3 separate regions of the Ovis aries genome follow, and all the other regions are linked to region 1. The links are chromatin contacts, called in public Hi-C maps. All regions are on one chromosome and are shown on one strand. Each heading gives the region's core, a stretch centred on a gene start, on an enhancer-like site or on the middle of the called end of the contact. The rest is flanking DNA. Distances are from core to core; before and after follow the strand shown.

Region 1 (2,609 bases), core at 57-2,556:
AAAACAAACTGGTGTCATTCTGAAAACTTTCTCCCAGAAATAAAAATGCACAAACAGGATTCTGGGGAAGAATTTTTTTTAAAGCGAAATCAACAACCTAACCTACATATCTCCCTGTAATAATGAAAAATATTTTCATCGCACCTTGCTGAAATCATGCAACTTCCTCCCACTTCTTCAGGCTTTGGGGAGTAGGCCAGCCTGCTTCACAGTTGACATCCCTGAGGGAAATACCAGGAAAAGGTGATGAGGAGGAAGGGGCAGGTTTAGTATGTACTGGTTTGAGATACTCTGGCTAAACAGTACCTTTGCCAGGCCATTCCCCTCCTTTCTGCCTGGGCCTCAGAGTGAAGTGGATTTTCTTAAGCAGAAATGTTCTTGGATCTCTTCATAATTTTCCCCTTCAAAATGTAGGAGTTGTGCAAGAAAAATCTACATTCCACACTAACAAGGCAAGGGTTATAATGAGAACTTGGTTTCTTACAGGCAATACTTTCATCTTTTGCTTTATTTATTTATTTTCAAAGTAAGCTTTTGTGGTAAGAAATCAAGTCAGAGTAATAAAGAACGATGGGAGAGTGCGGAGTGGAAATTTTACTTTTCGCCACCCCCCACCCCCCCCCCCCGCAAAGTACAGGGAACTGGAGAAGAGGGGGAGGGGTCACCTCAGGTCCTCACATCACTTCAGGGGCAGCAGGAACCCAGAAAGGCCGGCGATGTGCTCCCTGGAGCTCAGGGATCCGACCCCAGCACCCACATGAGCCCCTGGGTACCGCCCTCCCAGTCCCCCGCCTGCTCTGACCAGCACCCGGCAGGGTTCTCGGCTTCCACACCTGGAGAATGGGAGAAGGGCGCTCCTCCTGCACCGCGCCCAGGCTAAGGAAACCACCTGCCTGGCTGTGGACCCTTGTTTCTCAAGCTTTCTGAACAGGCTGAAGAAACACAACGGTGCGCCTTCCCTTCCTCGGTCGTTCCAGATGATCTTTTTCGCGGAGGGCGGGAAATGCCGGGCAGGGTCGGGCCAGGTCACCGGAGGCCTCGAGCCCTTGAGGACAGAGGCCCTCCGACAGCCGCTTCCGCCCGCCGCGGCGGCGGCACGTGCCTAGCCCCGTCGCCCCGGAGACGGGCCGGGGTTTGTGCTCAAAGCCCGGCCTGTGCCACCCTGACGCGGGCGCGGGGGGTGAGGCCGGGCTCGGCCCTCCTGCCTGCACGCCGCCTCTCGGGCCCTGCCGGCCGCCGCCCCCCGCCGCCCCTCCGCGGTGGTACGGCCCGCGCTCAGCGGAGGGCCTCCGCCCCGCCGACGCAAGAGCGGCTGCGGGCCTCCGGGGAGAGGTGAGGGCCCCGGAGCTGCCCGAGCCGTGGTGGGGGCCCGGAGCCGGCGCTTCGGGCGGGGAAGGCCGCCCGGCTCTGGCCGCAGTGTCGCGCTTGTGGAGGCAGCGCTCACTTCTCGGGTTCCCCTTCCTCCGGGCCGTTCTGCCCGCCTCCCTCCCTGAAGCTGCCCGCCCAGCTCCCTCAGTGGGGTCCACGTCGGGCGCGACGGGCCGGGCCCCAGACCCCCAACCCCCGCGGTAGTTGAAGCGCCCTCTTCCCCGCCGCCCACAGCGCCCGCGTTTACTTCCCCACCCAGATTCTATCAGCAGGATGACGGACGTGAAGGAAAACGTGCCTGGGAAGGACCCTGGCGACGCAGAGAGCAGACCCTGTAAGCCCGAAAGCTCAGGACCGACCCGGGAAGACAAGAGCAGCCTCAGAGACCACCCTTCTCGTAGGTCCAGCCTCGGCCCTCGGGGTGTGCTCAGTGAGGGTCGGGTGGGAACCGCCACACTCCTCTCGTCCCCTCTTTCCTTACTTCCTGCAACCCCAGCCTCTTCCTTTCAGGCCAGAGGCACCCTATTGAACCGAAGATCTGCAGAGAGTTTGGGGTCTTGGAGAAAAGACGTGACCCAGGAGCGATTTCTTGAATCGGACAAGATTGAGGCTCAGTTCAGAGCCCTGTTTATGTTCTGTTATTTTTAATTCGTAGGTGGAACATGGCAGACACCTGGGGTAGAGTTTAAAGACCTGAAATGATCCCTGTGTTCTCTCTGTGCTTGGTGGACTGCATTAGTAATGCTGCTGAGGCCTCACTCTTATCGAGGGCATGAGGAGATGAGACGGTTGGATAGCATCACCGGCTCAATGGACATGAGTCTGAGCAAACTCCAGGAGATAGTGAAGGACGGGGAAGCCTGGTGTCCATGGGGTCGCAAAGAGTCTGACTCCACACAACAGCAACAATAGTACAGTGTTCTTTTATGTTCCTGGTGGGGCACAAAGTCTCTTCCACTCTTTAGGTCTGATCTCACTGGGATTCATCCAGCATTTCTTTTATAATAATCACCAGATAATTTAAGTAGTCCTCAATCGGAAGGCCTGCCCACGTGCCTTAACCACCTGAGTTAAATTCTTCAAATTCAGTCCCATTTCTTTCTCTTGTAGCCACACGGGGTCGCTGCTGGTTAAGGAAAAGTAGCAAATTGGGTGCTTGGAATCCTCCCTTGGCATAGGTACTTTTCAATAGATGTCTAACATGATCTGGGGTGGTAAATCACTCTTTTGGTAGAAACAGG
Region 2 (2,609 bases), core at 28-2,527, 130 kb after region 1:
GGCCTCAAAGCGGAGTCTGTGCCGTCAGCCTGAACCCAAGGGGAATGACTTGTTGGGCCTGTTTTTCCACCACGGGAACTTGAGGATTTGTGATTTGAGACCCCAAATCAATCTCGGCCACAAGGCTGCCAGCCTTCCCTCCCTCGGCACTCACCTAGTCTGACCTGACCTTTTCCTTGCTCCATATGCTCAAAGGTGACAAGTCCACTCCAGCCCGGGGTATTAAAATGAAAGGCCATAATACGCCCACCACCCAGAATGCCCTGAAACCCAACTCGCCCAGCCCAAGGAACACCATTGTCTCCTTCGGCCCTTGTGGAGCTGTTTCTGCCAGGAGGGGGGTGGGGGCTCTACCTTTTGTCTTTCCATCCACGGACACCAGCTTCTTTGTCTCTGCTGTCAGCAGCAGCTCATAAGGGTGTTCATCCTCCTCCTTGGCTGCGCTCCCCTGAATCCAGGGTCTCATGGCCAAGACCTGAGAGAGAAAGCACGTACTTCTCAGGCGGGGGGCTAACACCCAGACAGGCTATGTCAAATAAATTTGAGATTATCAGCTCCTTTTTCTTCAGAGAGGAAGAGAGGAGGGGAAGAGAAGGTAAGTCAGTCAAGTGTCACAGGGATTACAACGGCTCTCCTGGCCACACATCTGGGCCTCAAATCTCAATGGCCTCTGATTAAAACACTTCCCTTTCCTTCCCTCATTTCATCTTTCAAAATGCCATAAATAAAACCCAAGATCCTCCCCTCCCCTGCCTTGCCCCTCTCTGCGTGATCTCTTTTCTGTGGATAACACCTCCCGAGTGGTTTTCAGTCACCATGCATCATAAGGCCTTCTCTCTCCACGTTTTTTTCTAATATTTAATACATTCACACAGTACCCCAAAGGCTGGAATCCTTCCCCTCTTCTCAAGAGGGGATCAACATGATTTCTAACTAACCCTGACTGACATACATTTACTAGGAACAAAGCTGTCTGTAAATCCTCTATTTCTGTGAGCCCTTCTTCATAGGCCCCAGGGTTATAGATGAGGATTTTCCCAAAGCTGGCTTCCTAACACACGTAGGAGAACACAATCTTAAATCAATTCTACCAATCTCTGTTCTGAAGAGAGGCAAGGATGAATTTCAGTGGAGAAAAAGCAGCTCTGTCTCCTGAGAAACCCCTAATCCAGGCAGCCAAGTGTCTCTGATGAAATGACTGGCCAGAGCTGGCCCCGACATCTGCCAACCGGCTTGAGTCAGCTGGGGGCCTGTAGCCACAGCCAGTCATGGTACCAGAGGAGCCAAGTGTCTCAACACAAGCCAGAAACACGACGGTTCATGCTACAGTTGCACTGAGAGAGAGGATGGAGATACTTGCTATAGAGGATAATTCTGGCTCATCGGTGCTAAGAATCCAATGCGTTTCACAGGCAAATTAAATATAATACTGGCTATTACAAAAGCAAACCAAAGCACAAAATCTCTGATTGAGGAGTTTGGCTGGAACAAGGGATATATTACGAAGGAGGGGGTGAGAGGGACTCACGAGTCCATCTCACAAACAAGGGGACCCTACAAGTCAGGCGTTCTGGTGCACCCAGAAACCTCCTCCTTTATTGACATGTCCCACGGCTCACTGGAAACAAATCGGGTTTGTCATTCATCAGGATTTGGCTTCTTGGAGGCATAGCTCACAGCGTTACAGACTAATGAGATAACAGATTCTAGCAGCCTCAGATTCAACCAGAGACTGCAGCTCCTGTCTGCTAACAAGGCTGCCACGCCAAAGACAATGACGGTCTCTCCAAAGTTCTGCTGAGCGCAGCAGGCACCTCCACTTCATGAGGGCCACCTGACAGCTAAAAACTATTTCATCACAGGGAGCCATTTGCCTGTATTACTTTATTCCTTTCGCCTCATCATAGGAACACAATTAAGGGAACAAAGAGGGGCCATGAAGCAGTTCAGACAGCGTCAACTTAACACCACAGGCTTCACAGACAGGAATGTGTGTTCTGCAACTTGACACACCCAGGGCCATCACTTGGGCAGAGCCCTGGAAATCTGATTCTGTGAGTGTTCTGCACGCAGTCAGGGCTCTCACAGAGCCCCAGGCAGTCTTCTCTGCGAGGTATTTGACAGCCTGGGTGCCTGGCCTATAATATCCTTTCTTCCCAAGCAGAACAGGGCTGATGACTTCCATCTGGAAAATCAGGCTACTGGACCTGCATTCACTCCCTGCCTGGCTCCTGTGCAGGACAACCGGAAGCAGAGAACCAGCAATGGCAGAGCTGGAGGGGCCCGAACCATTACAGCCACAGCTAGGGAGCATCTGGTTCCAGCTCATTCCTTCAGCGAATGACAAAACCCAGTTCTCAGAGAGGTTCCAGCAGAGCCAGGGCCAAAAAATTCACCCCTCCTCCAGATTCTAGAGTTGGCCTCTATTTTTTTCTGGGAAGTATGGTTTCTCCACTCAACTAGGAACCGTCTCCCCACTTCAGATGTCTAATGAGGGTCCCCTGTTTAGACCCACACGATCGTAGGGTGATCTTTTCCTCTTGGTCCTGGCCTCTGCCAGCTATGGGATTAAAATCTCATGAAAAAGCAATAAACTGCCTTTCTGCAAG
Region 3 (2,609 bases), core at 54-2,553, 74 kb before region 1:
ACCCTTCACCAGTAGGTGCCGCCGTCTAACATACCATCCTCCAGTCTTCCGTGAAGTCCCGAAGGCAAACCTTGGGGAGCCTACCCAAGGCACCCAGCGCTTCAAACAATCTGCAAATGAAATTATTATAAATGAGATACTCCTACATCGATGAAGTTAAAATGTGGAATTAAAGTGTGTTTCTGAATAACCACAGATTTCAATTTTTAATCAGTTTGACACTCATTGTGCACTTGCTAGGTGCCAGGAACTTAAAGGATATGGGCGTTCAAAGATGGCATGGTTTCTCTTTTAAAGTTCATAATTAGGTAGGAGAGGAAAATCTGCATCTAAATAATTAGAATATAAGGTAGAACATGGGACTTCCCTGGTGGTCCATTGGTTAAGAATCTCCGCCAACGGAGGGGACGTGGGTTTGATCCCTGCTCTGGGAAGATTCTGCTCTGGGAAGATGCTGGCAGCTGAACCCGCGAGCTGCAACTGCCGGGCTCACGCGCCCCAAACACGGAAGCCGCACCCTGGAGCCCGTGCTCTGCAACTCCCCACAACTAGAGAACGTCCTCGCACAGCAGCGAAGACCAGGGCAGCCAACACGAAATAATTTTTTTTTTTTTTTCTGAAAAAGGCAGAACATGGTAAATACCCAAATACGGAGGTACCAACATAAAATTCTAATGAAAGCATTAAAAGAGATAGATTAATTCCAGCTGGAAGCTTGGGGAACGACTCAGAGGAGGAGAGGGTTTAAAGACGACCTCCAAGAATAGGTAGGCTTCCTATACATGGAGTTGGGCGAAAACGGTGAGGGCTTTCCAGGTGGCGGAAATAAGGTGAGCAAGGATTTGAGGGGGAATGTCTACCAGGAATTAATAATGTGGTTTGACAAGGGTTTAAGGGGCTGGAGAGGAAGATCTGAAAGGTGGGGTGGGGAAGAGCCTGTTCCCAGCCGGTGCTAAGGGGTCGATGCTGTTGTCGTGCCTCCGGGAACCCGAAGGACTTGAAGCAAGGCAGCAGCAGGGCTGGCTGCGGTCATGAACTGCCTTTCCATACCCTGGACGTGATGTGCTCTGCAGGACTTCTTCAGCGTTTAGCAACTTTATTTCATCAAGGATGCGGGAAGAGAACAGAGAGCAGAAAGGCAGAAAGGAGGCACAGAAAGAAGTGACAGGGAGGGAAATGATGGATAGAAGGGAAGAAAAGATGGAGAAAGACGAGAGGCCCCAGAGGAGCAGGAGGGCAGCGCCTGCGCTGGGAGGAGGCTCAGCCAGTGCTGTGCTCAGGGAGCTGTCTGGGCGTTTCCAGGCCAGCGGCCTCTGGCTCCCAGCCCTGGCAACCACAGAGGACAATGTGAGGCGGGCTTGTTTGGTGATGTGTTTGCTGCTGGCCCTGTTTGTTTGTTTTCCATTATTATTATTATTTTTTTCCTGGCAGTGGACACATCTGGGGTAGAGGAGGAGATCAGCGCCGTGGCTCACAGTGACAGTGGTCCCCAAGTCAGGCTCTGGGCCCCTGGGACTCTTCAAGTGGGGGCTTGTGGGCATTGGAGTTGGACTTTGGATGTTCCTGGGAGAGGCCTCTATGTGGGCACCCAGAGCCAGGTGGTGGCTGGCCCAGGCACAGAGATGGTTTGCATCCAGCTCTTTGTCCTTGTCTTTCTCTACCCCAACAGGAAAGAATTAAAAGTCCTTGAGGCTTGGGCTCCTTGCCTGTGTGGCCAGGATGTCGTGCTGGGCTGGGGAGCCTGTAGGGGTACAAACAGCAGCCACTTTCAGCTCAGCACTGGGGGCCAAAGGGGGAGTCCACACGAGCCTGCCTGCTCTCAAGCCCTGATGATGAGTCTGGCCTTCTCCCTCCTGTCCCACAGCCCTTGGAAGCCAACCTAACGAGCACTATTAAAGTTAATGAAACACAAGGAGTCCTCCCTTTGCTCGGTTATGACTCTTAACGAGATTGCTCCCTCTTGCAGAGGAGATTCATTTGAGCTGCCAGGGCTTAGCCTTTGTCCCCCTAATTTTTATTGGCCCATTAACAAGATCAGATGCCCTGGGCTGACCAGGAATATCTGGTGTGGGTTCCCAACAAGCCCCACTGGGTCCAGTATCAAGTGGCCTTTTGATCCCAAATTAGCCTAAGAATGGCCCCTGTTTCCCTTCTTCCCTCTGCTCCTTCTCCTCCTCCAAACCCAGTTTCCTATGTCGGTACAGCAGGGATTTGGGCAGAATTCAGAAGCTAGGAGATGTCCCTCATCTGCTTTAGAGCGTGTCTCAACCCACTGATGGAGCAGCTCCCCTCATAAGAAATCCAGTGTGGCTTAAGGGCTTTGCTCCCCATTAAAATGGAAATACACTGAACCTTGTTAGTCATTTGCACTTTGGTGTGAATCAGTTCGTAAGGTCATGGATTGGCTGCAAAGGGATCTGGGAATCTTCTGTACTGTACACGGGTTTTTATCCCCAGTGGTCATTTTTCCAGAGAGAGGTTTTCTATAGCTTTCTTCAAAGTTTTCATGACACTCCCGCCCCCTCGCACAAGACAGAAAACCTCTCTGGAAGTGGGAGAAGAGTGGTTGGTAACTGGGCCCCAGAAGACAGACTCTTCTACTGCTTGGC

The links. Hi-C and Micro-C count contacts between places; a contact is called where the count stands out from the background.
Region 2: a Hi-C map of tail adipose tissue shows a contact between it and region 1, with 7 times the contacts expected there. The contact joins the enhancer-like site here to the promoter of TCP11 in region 1. A contact is called at or near these places in 8 of 16 Hi-C or Micro-C datasets (blood, hypothalamus, liver and 3 more).
Region 3: a contact with region 1 is called in a Hi-C map of tail adipose tissue, with 5 times the contacts expected there. The contact joins the enhancer-like site here to the promoter of TCP11 in region 1. A contact is called at or near these places in 9 of 16 Hi-C or Micro-C datasets (hypothalamus, liver, mesenteric adipose tissue and 5 more).

The regions. Positions count from the first base shown.
Region 1 is chr20:9,240,086-9,242,694 of ARS-UI_Ramb_v3.0, reverse strand. TCP11 (t-complex 11) reads left to right here and starts at 1,306. Exons shown (of 10, transcript XM_027958916.3): 1 at 1,306-1,332; 2 at 1,628-1,765. The coding sequence starts at 1,642.
Region 2 is chr20:9,112,834-9,115,442 of ARS-UI_Ramb_v3.0, reverse strand. It overlaps ANKS1A (ankyrin repeat and sterile alpha motif domain containing 1A), which reads right to left. Exons shown (of 24, transcript XM_042237563.2): 11 at 355-475. Among named protein-coding and RNA genes, the nearest start is that of ANKS1A, 92 kb to the right of the region's middle. Within about 2 kb of position 1,277, at least 8 of the 54 cell types and tissues checked have an H3K27ac peak or open chromatin away from gene starts, as enhancers often do. A contact at or near this core is called in tail adipose tissue, where this site is marked.
Region 3 is chr20:9,314,470-9,317,078 of ARS-UI_Ramb_v3.0, reverse strand. No RefSeq gene overlaps it. Among named protein-coding and RNA genes, the nearest start is that of SCUBE3, 10 kb to the left of the region's middle. Within about 2 kb of position 1,303, at least 2 of the 54 cell types and tissues checked have an H3K27ac peak or open chromatin away from gene starts, as enhancers often do. A contact at or near this core is called in tail adipose tissue, where this site is marked.